Linked DNA regions of Mus musculus: region 2 is linked to region 1. Evidence: chromatin contacts called from public Hi-C data. All regions are on one chromosome and are shown on one strand. Each heading gives the region's core, a stretch centred on a gene start, on an enhancer-like site or on the middle of the called end of the contact. The rest is flanking DNA. Distances are from core to core; before and after follow the strand shown.

Region 1 (3,856 bases), core at 984-3,483:
CCAACAATCTAGCGCATTGCACCGTGCTTCCCTTCCCACAGCCAAACCCGAGAGAAAGGTCTCTTGCCTTCCCTCCATCTCCTCTTCAGCAGCAAAACTTCCACAGCCAGCTCTGCTGTGTCTCCCGGTCACGTAACTTCTCTCTACAGACACATTTGATTAAAGGTATCAGATCAGCATCGACACCTTCGCTGGGTAAGGTCAGAGAAGCCAGCTTCTCCCACACAAGAGAAAATCTATACCTTCGTTACAAACCATGCTACCCTAGGCGACAAAGAAAAAGTATTCTGAGGGTGGGGCAGGCCGGCAAGTTTGATAGTTTGTTCTAGACAGCACACATTTCCCATTTTTCAAAGCTTGATGAACCATAGTGATAATACTAGATAAAAAAATATAAGTTCAGGATTTTTTTCTTTCCTTTCTTTTTTCTTCTCCTTCCTTTTATTCTCTCACACCCCAAACTTCTCTTCCTCACTTGAAAGCTATCTGCATTTGCTGGGAGCCTGGCTTCAGGTTCCATGACGAAGCACGAGCTCCCCCTACCGACGTTCTTGAAGAAAGACAGGATCTGTCACTCTCCACCACAGATTTTTTTTTTTTTTTTTTCTTCTCTCCTAAATTTGGTCCAACTAGTAGAAAATTATTTAAATACGTGCACACTTGAAAATTCTTGTGTTTTGAGGGAGGATTCGATTTTCACTTCTGGAGAAATATTTTAGCCAGCGTATTAATGCAAATGCTTTCATTCCCATGAAAGCTATAACAGCACTCCATTCAGAGACAGTACGGTTTAGAAGTCTTTTACCAGGCTGTGTGTTCCAGCATGAAATTGATGTAAAACTCAGTAGTTTAAAAGAAAGTGCTCTGCCATTTCAGAAAAACAAACAAACAAACAAACCCCCAAGAATTCAGAATCCTGCTGGCAGTGGAGAATTGCCAGCAGGAACAGCAAAGAACAGGCCAGGAACCAAAATATAACACAGGAGTGATGTGTGTCACGGAAAGAGGTTGAGACTAGTCAAGCAATTATAGGTAAGGTGTCAAGTATGCATGGTTTCACTTTTATTTTCTGGACACCTTTGGCATTGGTGTTTAAATTCTGGGATGCAGTTAACATGGATTTCCAAGCTGCTTGTCATGTATTCCATGTTCTTAAATTTGGGGTTAATAAAACCCATCCAGAATAACTTTACAATCCAGATGGTGCCATACTGATGTGATACAGAAGGGCAGTGGTTTAGAGAAAGCCCAAGGATGCCTCACAGACTGTGGCTCATGAAAGATGAGTGAGAGATGTCTGGAAAGAGCTGGTGAACAAGACAGTGAGAAATGAGGGTGTGGAAGGTCAGGCCCTTAAAGTCTAAGATGTGGACAAGATGCCCAGTTGTCTGTAATGGAAACCAGTTTATTATTAAACAGATACTTCATCTGCTGGCATTTTGAGGACACTGATATAGAATCAGGCAGCACTGATAAAGGACTGGGGACCACTTAGAGGAGTCTACAGATGAGCATAAGGAACCACTGCCCTTAGCAATGAGATTCCTCTGCAGATCGATCTGAAGTTTCTTGGGCCATACCTGCACAGAGGTGTATCTTCAGAAGGATCAAGTACAAGTCCCTGGGTGAACAACACTATCCTGCCAAGGAACTCCATTTTATACCTGTGTCCAGAATGCTGATGGGGCTGCTGTATCGTGTCAGGAAACGATTATTTTGTGCATCTCATCTTGACCCCACATTTATTATTATGTTGGTGAGTAATTAAGTCACAAGAAGTGAGTTTGCACCATGGAAATTGGAAGAAGCTACAAGTAGAAGATCTTACATCACCCAGAAAGCTGATTGCTCAACACAGATCATCAGCATATTCTCATACATACCACATGCATGTACATATGTGCGCATGCATGTGTATATAGTCACCAGAGAATCTTAAGCAAAAAGAGGTGAAGTTATTTTTGTCAACTATCCTCTCCCGTATTACACTCCACAGAACCCCTTGAGCATATCCCATTATCATAGTCAGAAAGGAGATTTTCAGAGCAGGGTGAAACCTGTTATTTAAAAAAAAAAAAATAACCATTCATCTGGCACATCAGAGTCAAGAAGAGTACGTTTCAACCCTGCTATGCTTAATAAGGAGAAAAAAAAATCCCTTCTGGGTCATTACTGGAAATGTCAGCTGCTGCAGTCTGTCATCTTTCGGTTGATGGAGCATACACATTCCATTCAAGTCACTGGGCTTGACTCTCAGCTCACATCCCTTACTGTGTGGTCCATTCAGCCTGAGTGTCCTTTGCCTTATCTGTGAAAGAGAGACAACATATCCCATCCCACCAGGGCAACAATAGAATGACAGAAAGGTCATGGGTTATTAAGCCATCATCAGCTTAATAATAATAAAAAAGAAAAAAAAAGGACTACAAATAGATATTGGTCCAGTTGTCCATGTCAGTCGCTCTCTGTCTTTCACCTTTGATGAGTTAGAGAAACCCCGCTGGGACCAGGTGATGAAAGGATCAGAATCGTCCTCCTGTGGTTTAGAAGCTTACAAGCTTGTCCGTGCTATAGGTTGGTACTTGAGGAGGGTGGGGGCCGAGCCTCGCTGCAGAATCAAGTAAGATCTACAAGGCACGATGAAGTCTGGGTCTCACCGCCTCTAAAAATAAACCCCCAAAGCCAGACTTTCCAAAGGATCTCTCTAAAAGCAAATCAAAAGGACCTAGAACAGGCTTGCTCATCCCCACATGCCCTTGAATGGAAAACCTCGGTGTGCTAAGTGATAGGAAAGCGGTAGCCAGCACCGAACCAATGGCGGACACAGAATAAGATTGTACGCCTCACAGGCCTCCCTCAAGAAATAGAGAGGGAGGTGGAAAAAAAAAAGGCAGAGAGGTGAACAGGAGCATGAAAGACCTTTTTCATTCCCAATTAAGTGTGGAATGAAAGAATGTGATCCGTGCGAAAAAGAACACGGCTGCTGCTGGCAGCGGTGAATGCCGAGCACCGTTTTAATATTTGCTGTCTGCCATTAGGAAGAAAGAGCCTGGATAATTGCCCAAATTTCATAACCTTTAATTATATACATCCCCGAGGACAAATTAAAGAATGTGCCAATAATACCTGAGATTCAGGTTAGCGTTCTGGAAGCTGTCAGATGCCTGCCTTGTAGGGTAGGGGAATTTTCTTAGATATTTTTCACACCTTGTCCGGGAGGGAGAAAGCAAGAAGGTTGGGGAAGGATTTAAGAGTTCTGATGTGGCTCTTGTTTCACTTGTGTCCACGGCCCCTTTTCTTCACTGTCCCATAGGCACCCGGCTGTGAGGGACCTCCAGGGAAAGATTCCAAGCAGTCACACTTAAGATCTATTTTACAGGATCAAAGTAGTTACAGTGGCCCAGTCTTCACATTCTTCCTTTGTCAGGAGGCTTTGAAGATGTGATGTAGTACTCCTGGGGCTGGCCTCCTTTAGCAGAGCTTTCTAGAGGAGTCTGATAAGGCATCGGTGCTTGGAATGATGTATAGACACGAGAAACAGGAGGAAGGAACAAGGCTGAGACCAGGGCTGACAGCAGGATGAAAACAGGCTCCATGACGTGTATGAGCTTCCAAAGGGACAAGAGTAGAGGGCACGCCAGAGCCAGACTGCAGGAAGCCATGCTCTGGTGTGTGCTCACAGTCAGCTGACACAGTGGCATTTTGAACCTCAGATCTAAGGGTGACAGTACCTCTGTGTCCTGTAAGCACCGAGGGTGCCTTTGTCAAATTAGGGAACTGGAAAAGTGGTTAGAATGCTAGTTGTGTCACTAAGCAGAGCTTCCCCATTGGCACACACACAAACACACGCCACTTG
Region 2 (3,856 bases), core at 431-2,930, 600 kb after region 1:
CCAAACCAACACTTTATTAATGAAAAAAAAAAAAAAACCCAACAGTTTGATTTAAACTTTCTTGAGTAGTGCCAAATGCATAAGACAGAGGGATGGTGTGTGTGTGTGTGTGTGTGTGTGTGTGTGTGTGCGCGCGTACAAGGTCTGAGAAAATCTCCCCAGCCTTCGGTGACTGGCATCTATGTCATGGCTTGTCTCATTATACAGGTTTCTATCTCTGCCTATGAGAACTCAACTCTAGAAGCTCCTTCCTGGAAGGGAAAAAGACAATCTCCTGAAGCAGAAATACTTTCAAATCATCCATCTCCTAAGAAACTTTGTCTAAAACCATGGCCCTCTACTTTCCGAAGTCTGTGACCCTTTAATATAGTTCCTTATGTTGTGGTGACCCTAAACATAAAGTTATTTCATTGCTACTTCATAACTGTAATTTTGCTACTGTTGTAAATTATAATGCAAGTATATTATATGTGACCTCCGAAGGGTTTGAGGCCCACAGGTTGAGAAACACTGGTCTAGACTATGGAAAAAACACTTCTGATACAACAATAAGAGAATCCAATGTAAACATGGGCTAACAATTTGAACTGATATTTTTCCCAAAGAAAATGAATAAAGCACCAAGAAGAACACAGGAAGATACTGAGTATCGTTAGTCATTGAAGGAACGGAAATCAACCCAAAACACAAGGAGGTGCCACTTGCTCCCTGCAGGACAGTGTATGATCTAAGAGGACACATGAGAACAAGCACAGATAGAAACATGGAAAACAAGAAAAACAAGAGCTCTTCCTTGGGGGCTACAATGAGAGGAAAATGGTAAGGCTGTTTTGGGGACAATCTGGCAGTTCCTTCTCAAACTAAAAATGGACTTTTCATATGACCCAGCACTGTACTTAGGCATTTATCCCAGAGAAATGAAGGCATTTTTACATAGGAGAACTGTCCACAAATGTATACACTGGATACCCTTCCAAGTATGAATGAGGCAAGATTGTGGTATACACATAGCCTAGATCACTTCTCAGATGAATAAAACATAATGAAGTAAAAGAACACGGATCAAACTACTTAAGTACACAAGGACCTCGAGGATGCTAATGCCGAGTCCAAAGCCACCCTCTAAAGGGTACACACTACATTGCTCCATTTTCATAACACTTGTGACAGCATATAACGACGGGGCCGGAGAACGGAGTAGTCGCTACCATTGGTTAGAGGTGGGGGAGACAGACTTTATAGGTCAAGTGGGGAGACAATCTTCTAAAGTAGACCAGTTCATCTTATTAAGTCAGGAGATGTAAGACATGCTATAATCACATACAACTTAAAACACACACACACACACACACACACACACACACACAGTGAGACAGGAGAGGTATCAACTGCTTTCAGAGAATTTGCAGCTTCAGCTGGTAAACCAGTTGTCTCCCCTTTGTGGCATTACAGTCCACACTCCAGAGGTAATGATGCAGGAGATAGAAGAGCCTTTCTAAGTGGCTCCACAGAAAATGTGCAATAAAAACGACATGACCCTGACTTTAACCTGGAAGCCAGTACCATGCAATAGGTATAATAGTTTTCTTCCTAGAGTTGTACTGAATAAGGTACAGAATATAACCCCATTTCAGATATGCTATGGAATGTTATTTGAAGTCTTCCCTCACCACATAAGATGACTCACTAATAGTGAGTCAGTGTGACTAGGCAAGGGAGACAGAGTGGTTCATACCATTCCACCAAGTGTTGTCCCTGCCACTTGTATCACCTGTGGTACCAGGGAACTGCACAGATCTCAGGATCACCCAGGCCTGCTGAATCCAGAACTCTTGGGAAAGAGCCTTGGATTCTATGTGAGTCCATTGTAATGCCCAGTACATTTTGTGCAGCAGGGAACTGGTAGCTAAAAACTTAGTAAACAAGAGCTCAGTGGTCAAGCAGCCAAACCTGGGTTCACAGTCTATGCTTACCATCCACAAACTGGGCAATCTTGGGAAATACTAATTTGTCTGGGCTTAGTTTCCTGGTTCATCCAAAGGGGTTGATCCTTCTACTGACCTGACCAAATGATACATTCTTTTCTTTTTCTTTTTAATTTCTTTTCTCCCTAGACAGGGTTTCTCTGTGTAGCCCTGGCTGTCCTGGAACTCACTTTGTAGACCAGGCTGGCCTTGAACTCAGAAATCCGCCTGCCTCTGTCTCCCGAGTACTGGGATTAAAGGTGTGCACCACCACGCCCGGCTTCCAAACGATACATTTTAATTAAAGTACAGCACCTTATGAGCATTTCTGCAAAAGATAGCTGTAATCACTTCAGCTGAAGGGAGCCAGCAGATTATCAGAAACACAGGCAGCTGTCAATGAGGAGACCTGGGCTGAAGAATCTGGAGTGTGGCTCTCCTGCGAGACCCCCATGCACATCTCTTAGCTTCTGTCAGTCTCAAAGCTGTGAAGCTCAAATGAAATTATGTACATGCAGTATAATCAGGAAAGTAGTATGCAATTGCAGGTTATTATGGCAAATTATATCAGAAGGAATGGAATAAACATTTTTTAAAAACTACCAACAATGAAAAAAACAAAAAAACAGTTTTGCAAAGACAGCCAAGAGACAAACGAGGAGCAGACCCGTTAAAAGAAAATGAAAGCAGAAGCCGCAGCTCCCCACACAGCAGCAGTGTGTAGTTTAAAAGCTTTCTCCTCATCAGAAGCTGTACAAGGAAGGAAGCCGCTGCTGTGGCTTGCTGTCTTCCCAGGGTTCCCACAGATCCTCTCTCACAAGCACGTTGGCCAAATGATCCTGCTTTTTCGCTAGCCACAGTGGACAGGCAAGAAGCCAGCAATGAGCCTCTAATCTTCAGACTCACACAATTCCAGGCTGCCTGAGGTGATAGTTTGTCTCGAGTATTTACTTATGAACTGGGTGAACATCACAGCTGCTCTTTTTCTGCCAGCCCCGTCCCTTCTAAGTAATGATTCTTCTCTGTTTATACCCAGATTTGAGTCACATCTCTTATGAAAAAAAATCAGAAAGCTAATACTTGGGGTGGCTGAAGTTCCAGAGTGCCCTGTGATGAGGAAAAGGAAATACAGACTAGTGCATCTCTGTTCTTGGATGAGTGTGTGAGTGCGTGTGTGCCATCCACATGTTAGGTCCGTCTTAAGAAGATCGTGGTCCAGTGAAAACACTGTGAAGTTGTCAGATGTTCATATGGAAGCGGGGGGGGGGGGGCAGGGAAGATAAGGCATGGGTGGCTACAGAAGGCATTGGTGAGGAAGATGAGAACAGGGATGTGTATCTCGAAGATTTCCAGGACTCTTTGCTAAGCACTGATGACGGAGCAAGAGCTACAAACACTGGAAGATGGGCATTTCTAGGCTAATGGTAGTCCATCAGGATCAAAGGGTCCATGGGGAGGGAAAACACCCAATTTGGAGTGGGTCAGGAATGGTTAAAGAGCTCAGGGCAGGGGGAGGGGGTTAAGGAGATGATAAGCTTGCTACCTCCTGGAGCTCAGACATTATTCCATGAGAGTGAATCTGAGTCACTGAAGAACTCAAGCGAAAGAATGACAGGATCCCAGAAGTATCCCACCAACCATACAGCTCAACTTCATGGGCAGAGGTGAAATGCTGAAAATGTAAGAAGGCCCCAACTCTTTTCTTTAAACAATGCTGCTTCTGGTCAGCCCACATGGCGTCATATGTCTGAAGACATACAATTCTCATTAAGAAAATTAGTGAGCAGTTCATCTCTGACCTCTTCAACGTGCAACTGCCCTTTGTAGGACTCTCTCCTCAAAACTTCCCTCCAGGTGACTTGTGTGTGTGTGTGGGGGGGGGGGGCATCCTC

Evidence for each region. Hi-C and Micro-C count contacts between places; a contact is called where the count stands out from the background.
Region 2: a contact with region 1 is called in a Hi-C map of the C2C12 cell line, with 4 times the contacts expected there. The contact joins two enhancer-like sites. A contact is called at or near these places in 2 of 15 datasets of contacts at CTCF or cohesin (large pre-B cells and pro-B cells), 18 of 484 Hi-C or Micro-C datasets (the C2C12 cell line, CD8 T cells, the G1E-ER4 cell line and 13 more), 4 of 115 datasets of contacts at active chromatin or transcription factors (the NIH/3T3 cell line, astrocytes, bone marrow-derived macrophages and 1 more) and 1 of 9 other capture datasets (embryonic stem cells).

What each region holds. Positions count from the first base shown.
Region 1 is chr15:52,506,583-52,510,438 of GRCm38.p6, forward strand. No RefSeq gene overlaps it. Among named protein-coding and RNA genes, the nearest start is that of Gm23267, 8.9 kb to the left of the region's middle. Within about 2 kb of position 2,234, at least 2 of the 459 cell types and tissues checked have an H3K27ac peak or open chromatin away from gene starts, as enhancers often do. A contact at or near this core is called in the C2C12 cell line, where this site is marked.
Region 2 is chr15:53,111,226-53,115,081 of GRCm38.p6, forward strand. The region is part of intron 1 of Ext1 (exostosin glycosyltransferase 1); the gene reads right to left. Among named protein-coding and RNA genes, the nearest start is that of Gm41323, 180 kb to the left of the region's middle. Within about 2 kb of position 1,681, at least 114 of the 459 cell types and tissues checked have an H3K27ac peak or open chromatin away from gene starts, as enhancers often do. A contact at or near this core is called in the C2C12 cell line, where this site is marked.